2 separate regions of the Bombyx mori genome follow, and region 2 is linked to region 1. The links are chromatin contacts, called in public Hi-C maps. All regions are on one chromosome and are shown on one strand. The core of a region is the stretch at or near the end of the contact, and the rest is flanking DNA. Distances in the headings are between cores, read along the strand shown. Region 1 holds the start of LOC693083 (glycosyl-phosphatidyl-inositol-anchored protein). Region 2 holds the start of LOC101744411 (dynamin-1-like protein).

Evidence for each region. Hi-C and Micro-C count contacts between places; a contact is called where the count stands out from the background.
Region 2: a contact with region 1 is called in a Hi-C map of posterior silk gland, with 2.1 times the contacts expected there. The contact joins the promoter of LOC101744411 here to the promoter of LOC693083 in region 1. A contact is called at or near these places in 3 of 7 Hi-C or Micro-C datasets (middle silk gland, posterior silk gland and whole pupa).

The regions. Positions count from the first base shown.
Region 1 is chr13:10,436,085-10,441,563 of ASM3026992v2, reverse strand. LOC693083 (glycosyl-phosphatidyl-inositol-anchored protein) reads left to right here and starts at 1,894. Exons shown (of 4, transcript NM_001046836.1): 1 at 1,894-2,112; 2 at 4,051-4,233; 3 at 4,444-4,610; 4 at 4,988-5,479. The coding sequence starts at 1,993. LOC732919 (mitochondrial single-stranded DNA-binding protein) reads right to left here and starts at 76. Exons shown (of 3, transcript NM_001046919.1): 1 at 1-76.
Region 2 is chr13:10,605,699-10,610,813 of ASM3026992v2, reverse strand. LOC101744411 (dynamin-1-like protein) reads left to right here and starts at 3,540. Exons shown (of 14, transcript XM_038015160.2): 1 at 3,540-3,814; 2 at 4,399-4,543. The coding sequence starts at 3,713. LOC101744267 (TIP41-like protein) reads right to left here and starts at 1,837. Exons shown (of 6, transcript XM_038015018.2): 1 at 1,434-1,837; 2 at 1,203-1,360; 3 at 455-634. The coding sequence starts at 1,448.

The DNA of each region.
Region 1 (5,479 bases), core at 645-3,144:
AACTGACAGAGAAGTGAGAATGCGTAACAATATTATTATCTGGGTCTACTAACCGATACTAATAGAATAGAACTTTACTCGCAAACTAAATTATAAAGTAGGCAGTTCTGTAGTAGTAAGTTCCTAACAAAAATCGTATTTTAAACTCATAACCTTGCCCGAATACAGTGATATTTTTTTTAGGGTATTTTATGATTTGGTAACTAAGACCTTTAAGTCATGTCTTATTTTAATTTAAATTCTTATTTTCATGAAAAATGATAATATGGAGTGAAATGAAATGGGATGAAATGAAATGAAGATAATTAACCCGAGACATTAATCAACTGGGATGAAATTAAATGAAATGAGATAAGATGATATGGGATGAAATGTAATCTCAGTAAAATGGTGGTCATTTACTGAAATTTTTTCAGTGGACTTTTTGGAGGATCTCGAGAAGTTACTTCCAACGGCTTTGTTTCATTTTCCCACATTTGTGCACTTTCAGAGATACTAAACAGTTAAGAAACCACCGTTATTACACATTTAAAGCTGAAGAAACACTAAATAGACAAAATAGAACAAATCGCACAGCTTGACACCTCGCGTTCCCGCCAAAAAGTCCTTCATAGATTACAAATATAACAATTTGTTTTTTTAAATGATTTTATGGCTTGGTAACTGCAGCTTTAAACCAAGTCTATTTTAATGAGATTTTTTAATTAACTTTTTGTAAGAACCGAGAAGCTACGAACGCGAATTTGTTTAATTTTTTCACATTTGTGCATTTTCACAAATGTTAAACAGTTACATTTGTTACACGTTGAAGCCTGAAGAAATGCTAAAGTAACAAAATAAAACAATTCACACAGTTCGCGCTCCCGCCAAATAGGCCCAAATATTTCAAAGGAAGGGAAATGTTCTACTTGTAATATTTAAAACATTTAATATATTGAATTTAGACATAATGCTGGCAATAATGGCATTGAAAGAAACCAATTGGCATACTATGGCATATTAAAAAAGAGAAGAACAAGAACCTTTATCTAAGACCTTTTTAATTAAATACTCATGTACATATTTATTTCATTATTGATTTGGAAACCAGCAATACAAAACAACCATATAATAAATTAGGCATAGGTATAGGTAAAACAAACAAAACACCATTAACAAAATTTAGTTTTAATAATATGTACTAGTTTTAACGTCTGCATAAAATGAGATTTAATGCAATTCAATTAATATGTGGTGTGTAAAATAAAAGTAGCCGTTGTTAATTTCAATTTTAATCTATTTCCTCCTAATTATTAGTAACTATAATAGTACGAAGCTATTTTTGTTCTTCGGAGAATAACAGAAAAAAACGATCTAAATAAAAAAGTCGGAATATTGGAATTATAATCACTTCTTATTTTTTTCAATATTTTGACTCTTCTTGCGATGCTATTGTTACCTTTATAAACACTTAATTCATAAGTACTTTAAAAAACAAGAAGAAGAAACGAGTTAAGAAGATTAGAAATAATGTCACAGTAATATAGTAAGAATATGCTGAGACTTGACTGGGCTTTCTAGTACTTGAGAAGCCATGTCTACCGACTTCTGCCTGACTTGCGCACTTTCACATGCTAAACAGGTATCATTAATAGACTTTTAACCCTGAGGAAATACTAAATGTACAAAACCAAAAAATTCACACCAATTTACTCCTTGCGTTTTCTCTCTCTTTCCCTCTTAAACAAACGACACACGCATTTCGTGTGTGTGTTCATTATTAAACCGAAATAACAAGACATCAAACTGGTGTATTGTTTTTTTGCCTTACGAAATAATCAAAACAAAAAACCTCAACGATCCTGAGCTGAATGGTTAAAGTAGGTATTGCCATATAGCAAAATTCCAAAAAACTTACGACTTGCGTCCTTTTGCTGGGAGTGACAGATAGAAATTTCTATCTCTATCTTCTAACCCACGACGCAATCCAAGAAAAGTTGTTGCCTGTGAAGGATGCCTTCAGCTGCTAATGCAAAATCTGAAAAGCCGGCCTCTTCGGAGGATAAGGATACACCAATTCGACAAATTATGACGATTATTGAGCATAAAATTCGTAATTTGGAAAAACGCAAGGTAAGTAAATACAATGTAAACGATATCAACAAAATGTTTAATGTTCCGGTGTTAGTCGAGTGTTCAATCGTTCTTAAAACTTGCCTTAATTTCGTGTTTTGACCTTTATTTAAATTCGTTCCATAAGCTTATTCCTTAATTGTTTGCTAAATTCATTCAAATACTCTCTTGACGCCATTTTACACATGTGCTTCGCAAAGTTGACGATGAGAACCATGACGCCCTGTTATTTTTGGGAGTAATTTTTTTATTGTCTCTATATTTATTTCAGTAGTTCTTTTAGTAAATGTAATTAGTTATGTTAAAGCGAAAACATTAGCTTTGCTATTAAAAAAAATTTAATTTAGGACTAAAGTATTTTAGTGTTTATATGTTCTAGCTTGTGTAGTATCTTTTGTTGTTAAAACGAGTCCATAGTGAATTTACAGGTTAGGCCCTGTGACAAACTGTTTTGTAGATGAGATATGGATAGAATTGCTAGACTTCTATTGCTATGACAGCAAACTACATTAATATAATAAATCACCTATAAATTGTGATATTATATTGTCTGTTTTATTACTTCTCTTTTCTTATTTTTTTATTTGCAAAAATCACTTCCAAACAATAAATTATACGTCCAGCTTAATTCAAACCAAAATTTCTTTAGAGAATTTTCAATAAATAATGTTTGATTACTTTAGTTTGGTATTTTTCATTTTGTTGTGCTAAAGATTATTTTTCATTTTGTTGTGCTAAAGATGATTTATTACTGAAAATTTTAAGTAACTTATTCTTAATAAATCCAGTTGTTCACTCCTATTATGTTAATACCTTTCATGAATACCCAAAGTGCAATAATATTGGTGGTACCTGTTAATTTTATAGTTAAATTATTCAACAAAACTATGTATACCTATACTTAACCTATATCTAGTATAATATAGTCAAATACAAATGGTTAAAGAATACAGGTAACCTTATAACACTGTATCTCTACAACATGATAACAAATTTTTTGTTTAAAATTATTTAGACAATTAAGTTATGCACTATGAATACACAATCTGAAATATTACTGCTTATTTTTATGTATATTACATAAAATAAAATACATACAGGCATAGTTGAGATGTTTGATTCAGAAAAAAATATTCTCCTTTTTGTATGTACTTGCTTCTAATCTCATATAATATGGGAATTTTTAGGAATGCATCTACCATATTATAGGCAGTTTACCTGTACTGAGAATGAGTATTTGGGGCTATCCATATATGTAAGGAAAACTTTTTTCTTCAATAGACATAAATTTTTCTACACTGTAGTTAAAGTATACATTATTTTTATCATGATAACTAAAAGAGTCAGCAACATTGTTGTTTCTTGGTTTCTTATGTACACCAATATTGGAGAATTTTCAAGATAAATATCAGGGTTTACAAAGTTTTTTTTTACAAGCTTAACACTTGATAATACAATGAAAGAACTAGCTTTCAAGACATACATATACACCAGTGAACTCAATGATTTATCCTATGATTTCAGTTTTGGGCAGTTTACAATATTTAAAGTAATTAAGTACCTCACATTTTATTTCATCAATTGACTTCCAGAAAAAGGAACAAAATCTTTTACAAAGTTAATGAATAAATATGTAACAGGGGACAAACCACACATGGTCATGTAGCTCCAAATTGGGATCACTGTATCATGGCAACCAGAGATAAATGTATATGTTGTAATATATACATGAATAAATATTAGTTTGATCTACAGTTATATATTACGTACTTTAAATTATCCTCATAATATGCTCTATTAAATGCATAAAGTACTTGAAATCAGCTAAATTTTTTAAAATTATAGCAGCAGTTTTTCTATCAACCATTATAATCACTAATGTGATGTCATGATCATTATTGTCACTGATGAAAAAAATAAATTACTTTATTGTTTCAGAGTAAACTAACATCATATCGTGACCTGCAGAAAGCTGGAAAAGAGCTAAATTCTGATCAAAAAGTTGCAGTTGCTAAATATGATGAAGTTGCCCAAACCCTTGAATTTGCAAGAGATCTCTCAAAGCAAGTTACTGCTATAGCAATCTCTTCAGAGCGTGAGGCAAAAAAACAAGCTAAAAAGGTAACTTCATAAAGTTGCTCATTTTTGTAAACCTCCATTCTAAACTATTTCTAAGAAAGTACTACAGTCAGCAACTATACATAAGAGAGAGAGGATTCGTTTTACTACCATCAAATATCATATTCCAAAAGACATTTTTTTTATTCCAACCTCATTTAAAAGCATAATCGTTCTTCTTGAAAGTTTTTAACAGTTCTGTTTTAAATTTAGGAAGCCTGGGTTCGTTATGCAGCAGAGACCAACAAAATAAAAGAAGTTTTACTTATTCTGGATTGCCTTATGCAAATGGGTAGTGCAGATGCAAGGACTGATTTCATAAATGGAACAAATGGTGCTGCTAAATTAACTGAGGATGATTTAAAAATTTTGGATGATTTGTGAGTACAATTCTTAGTTCTAAATATTGTTGTTTTACAGATTTACTTAACTGACTTCAAAAAAAAGGAGATTCTCAATTGGACCATTTTTTCATGTGTTACTTCAAATTTTTTTCTAGGTGAACTGACTTTCATAATTTTTATTTATTTAAAAGCAGATGATTGTGTGTTCAATTTAAATTTAACAAGATCAGACCAGTAGTTATTGCCTCAATTTACATAAATATTGAACTGTCTGTTTGTATAATTCTTTTTTTTTTGTTGAAGTTGGAAGTTGTTAAAATTTGGTATTATAACTTATATAACTTATATTGTGCAAGCAATCTCGAAAGTTACTTTACTAAAACAATAGGTATTTATCTAAAATAATATTTCAGATACCCTGAGGTGACCCCTAAGCATGAATTAAATGAAGAAGGACAATCTGGTTTTCACCTTCAAATAACAAGAGCTGCAGAACACCTCTACTCCATAATTGATGGAAAACCTAAAGAAGTGTTAGGCACCACATACCTACGAATTAAGGAGATTGTATCAACAGTTCATGAATGTGGATACTTTGATAAAACTGTAGATGGTGCAATCGCAGAAGTAGAAGAAAGTCATGTTCCAGTAGAAGAAGAGGTGCATGAACAAGGTGAACATGAACCAGAAGTAGATATGCCAGTTGGTCCTGCATTTCCACCTACTGGCCCTCTGCCTGTACCTCCTGCACCGGCAGTTGTTCCTGCACCTGGTTATCCTCTACGTCCATTGCCGCCGATAACGTTACAAGAAGTAGAACATGCCTACTTTGCACAACAGTATCCTCAACAAAGACCCATCACAGAAGTTATAGGCTCTCAAAACTTTTTCTTTTTACAAGAGTC
Region 2 (5,115 bases), core at 2,291-4,790, 170 kb before region 1:
TTATCCTTTAGGCCACGATGACTTCAAACATTGAAACGCTTGTTTCTCAGTCTCTTATTAAACCAATTGGATGCAAGAGGGCACTACAATGATTTGCCAAAACAGTATCTTATCAACAATAAAAATAATGTTGTAACAACTGTAAGAATATTTTGTTTAAATAAAAATAGGTAAGGTTCTAATAAATGTCTATGGGTAATGTAGGTGTCACTTTTGTATAAGTCCGTTGTTTTTACCTTTTTTTATTTTTAGCTATATCTTACAATAGCAATAAAAGGTATCCCTTCTTACATCTACTCAATATACCCATAAATCTTTGAATAATAATATCTTGAGTTTATTAACAAATAATTTTTAGAACTTATATTAGATTGTATTTTTCACTAAATCCAATTTTAGTAAATATGACATCAATTAATAAAGTTAAGCCCACAGATTAAATAGGTTTCATTACCGTGCTTGCATCCACACTTCAGAACAGGACACTTCAACTGGCTCCACTGTGCTAGCCACCCTTTTAAGAGCATCCAGAGGATTAAAGTTTATACTAGCACCGCTTTTATGTGCTAATGTTAATCTGTTTTTTGGAAATACCATATCAGGGAAATGTGGAATCTTCAGCTCTTTAGAGTAACTGGAATTGATAAATCAACTATGAACATATTAATTTTACTTTTAAGTAATGTGAGCATTCCCAGCTAGTGAGCCACCTATTACAATAAGTACAACTCGGTTCAAATTGAATGGTGTTTGAGAACATCCGAACTATCTGATACATATGACTATAACATCAGGTAACAGTAACATGAATAGAGATCAGATTGGACATCGCACATTCTCTTAACAGTGGTGAGGGAAATATTGATAATTTTTCTATAGATGCCAGTACAATGATTGCAATTTTTTGTTATGGGCCAGTTATGGGTTAGTCTGATTCTCATGTACAATAGAATAACTGTTTTTACAATGCAAATGAGACTGACCTTATATGTCAAGGGCAGTGAGTATTTATGTTGACACCTACACACTCCGTTTACTCCTTTAAACTAGGTTTGTCATTTTGTACTCATAATTAGTGGACATACGTTAATAAGCAAATGTAAAACCGAAAACCATAATTGAAACAACGAAAACTCATACAAACATTGCAATTCGGTTTCTATATTTCAGTTCAATCAATTTAACGATTACTTATTACTTACGTGCAGAACTGACAAAATTGGTCGTCATCTCTCTCGCAAACCACCTTAGTGGCACACATACTGGGTAGTATACGGCTGACATCATACGAAATATGCCAAGGACCAAATTCAATGGACTGCGAATTAGACGTATGACGACCGGCATCAACATTTGTTTCCTGTAAGTTAAGAGGCTGTCAGAAAATTTAATTATTTCAATAATCATACATTATGTAAATTGAGGATCTTTACTTCTGGTCGAAACATTTTGGCACGTTAGATATATTTTCAGCTGATAAACAACAAGAGTTTTGGTTAATTATTAGTAATTATTACTTGATGCTTCACTTTAATCTTTGTTATTGCATTTAAATCATTTTATATTAAATTAAAGTAAACATCAAAATATACACCAAACACTTTTTCGGTCACAGTTTCCCCTATTTAGTGTTTATTTATGTATTTATTTCTATACCAATAAGTAGTTAAGTCGGTAGGACGTCATTATGAGTGTGATAATTTTTTAAGGGATTTTATGACCTGGTAACTAAGACCTTTAGGTCAAGTCTTTGATTGTGTTATACCTAGTTTTTAGCATAGATACACATTTAATATTTAAGAGTTCTTTTGACTGTGGTCTGAAATCTACTTTTCGAAGAACTAATTTAAAAAAAATCGATAGTAAACAAGCAGTTGACCCAGTGAATCGTTTTCAGAAACTATAAAATCGAGTTTCACTAAGCTATTGTTTCGATTGGAATCAACCATAATATAAATTACAATAAGTGAAGCACATGCTAAAAATATTAATTAATAAATAAAAAACTTGATTTCCTCCTATTCAGTTCAATTTCAGTTAATTTCATGAATTTATCTTTACAGAAAAAATAGGTTTTCTATGTAAAAGGCTATGTAGTTAGTGTTAGTGTCTTTTTGTATTAACAAGCGATTAATTAGACAATCCACTTGATGGAAAGTGGTCTGACGCCCGCGGACACTGCCTGTCGTAGAAACATCATCTACCTAATCAGCTACCTACCATAAAATGCTCTCGTTGAACCTACATTGATGAAAGAGATGTCACGGCGTTCCTGAAATATTATTGTGTCATGTTAATGATCAACTTGTATGTTATTTTGACGTGATAACGTCTTATAAATCAATAAAAACGGGCTGCACACACGAAAAAGTAACACGTTCCGCCTGAGCCTGAACGTGCAAGCGAGAGAACGAAACTACCGTTAGAAAGGTACGATCGACACAAGTGTTAATTTATTGAAAAAAATAATAATTTTCAATTAATTCCTTATAAAAAATTATAACTCAGTGATATTAATTCAATTCAATTAATTAAAGTATACAATTTTTCATCAGTGTTTCTTATGACGTACTAATCACGTAAAACTATCTTCCGCAAGCCAACTTTACAGGCAACCCATTTTTTCTACTTAAAAATCAGCTCAGACAAATCAAATCTTAAATTCTCGATCACATTTGTGGTGGTTGCCATCACAGAACACAAAATATTCGACAGATGCCTCAATCTCGCTTACCATATTTTCAAGATTATCTTGCTTATATACAAATTCCGAAATATAAATTTTGGGACCGTCGGTCTACCGAGCAATATCACCCGCTTGGTGGAAGATCTTCCCTTTCTCGTATACCTCCACACATTTTTAGTGAGAATTTACTAGTGGTAGGACATCTAGTGAGACCGCACAGGTAAGCACCACCATCTCACCTTTTTCTGCCGTGAAGCAGTAATGCATTTCGATTTGAAGTGTGGGGCAGCCGTTGCACTGTAAAAACGGAGACCTTAGAATTCATGTCTCGAAGTGAGTGGCGGCATTTACGATGTAAATGTCTATGGGCTTCGGTTACCACTTAATATCAGGTGCGCCATGAGCTCGTCCAACCATCAACGCTATAAAAATACAATAATTGAATCTTTAAACTTAGATTTAGATCTATTTAAATTTTAATAATTTTCACAAAATACTGGCATGATTATTTTTACTTTGCCACGTTTGAAATGTGTTTTTTAATGTTGGCTCTTCTATTTTTAAATAAATATGTGTGAACTGTTGCTACTTTCCTTTAACATGAGAATTCCACTGGGCTCATATTGGTTAAGAGCATAACAGACAGTTCCTAGTTGGCTTTAGTACAAATTTGAATATCAGTCAATTATAAATTATTGAATAAGCAATACATTTATTTATTATGAACAAATAAAAAGCAAAAAAATAATTTCAAAATTATTGTCTTTTATTTGTTTCTCCTATCTGAAATCGACTCTTTGGTAAATTGAAAGAAAATCGAACTTATTTAAAAAATCGATTCTTCAATAAATCGTTTTCAAATAGGCATCCCTCATTTTTAACAAAATCAATATGGCTGACTTTTACCGGTTGGCCTGTCTTCTGTCTGTTTTGAATTTTGATAAAAAAATTATCGTTTCGTAACAGATAAACCAACGTGTCTCTTAGATTTAGGCATTTGTAAAAGTGCCTATATATTTTTAAATAATGGAAGCTCTTATACCAGTTATTAATAAACTACAAGATGTGTTCAATACAGTTGGAGCTGATGCCATTCAATTACCCCAAATAGCTGTTTTAGGAACCCAGGTAAATTTGGGCCAGTATTCTTTTAGAATTTCAGCAAGACTATTATATTTTTGAGCATTGTTATTAACAAGGTATAAAAGGCCATACAGATCGTCGTGGTTATGTAAAAACGTCAGTAGAGTTCTTTGTCCTCATTCAAATTAAACTACGTTGTCATTGACCAAGACCGTAGTACAGTTTCATTGAATTGAAATAATATGTACCTACGCAAGAATGGCTTACGTCTTAATAGACATAAATTGCAACAAGAACCCTATTCTGCTTTGGAAAAATGGACTTCGATCGAATCTAAAGCAAATTATTAGTTTTATCGAATGGCAAACCTACTCTTTATTATGAAAAAAAAGTTAGATAGTTTGATAACTATTACGAAATGAGTATTTTACAGTTCTTGTAGAATAACCACAAAAACTAAAAAACTGTCCACAAGAACGACCGTCGCCCGTCGCAAATTGCCAATAAATAAACGCAACATGAAACGTAGTTTTAATCATAAGAAAAAATGATATAAAAAATTATCTGTTCAGTATGGGTGTAAATTCTTCTTACTTTAATTTTTTTTTAAAATAATTATGCATTTTTAGAGCTCTGGTAAAAGTTCAGTGATAGAAAGCCTGGTAGGTCGCTCATTTCTGCCTCGGGGTCCTGGGATAGTCACTCGGCGTCCTCTCATTCTCCAGTTAGTCTACAGTCCAAAAGAAGGCAAAGAGCATCGCTCAGCTGAAGAAGGTTAGTGACATCTCAGTTAATGCTTAATAACAGCTCATACATCATTTGAACCTATCACTATGATTAAAATTATTACCTAAATTGAGCCATAAATTAACTTAACAATCATATTAACAGTCAACACAACTAATTTGTATATTATTGCGTTATAATTATTCATATTGTTTTCAATAGGATAAGAATACTTGAACTAGAAATCTTCATTGTCAGTTATCATTTGTAAAGATTCATATATCAAAGCAATTAATAATTACTCCAAATTTCAAAAGTAAAAAAAATGACTCAAATAGTCTTTATTATATAATTTTTTTGTGTAGTATTCCCTGTTCAAACACATTACCTCAAATGTTTATAAGAAATTTTAATCAATTTGTGATCCATGTTCACTCAGCAGCAATAGTTAGACCAATATGGGTGACTTGCATGCCACTTATTCACATCCATCCTGCTTATTCACAGCTTCAATACATGCAGATTATTTGTAGGGCAAGTGTAGCATATCTATCATCCTATTAGGTATAGGATATGTGAATGTATTCGGTAATCTCATAACACGAGAACCAAACATTTAA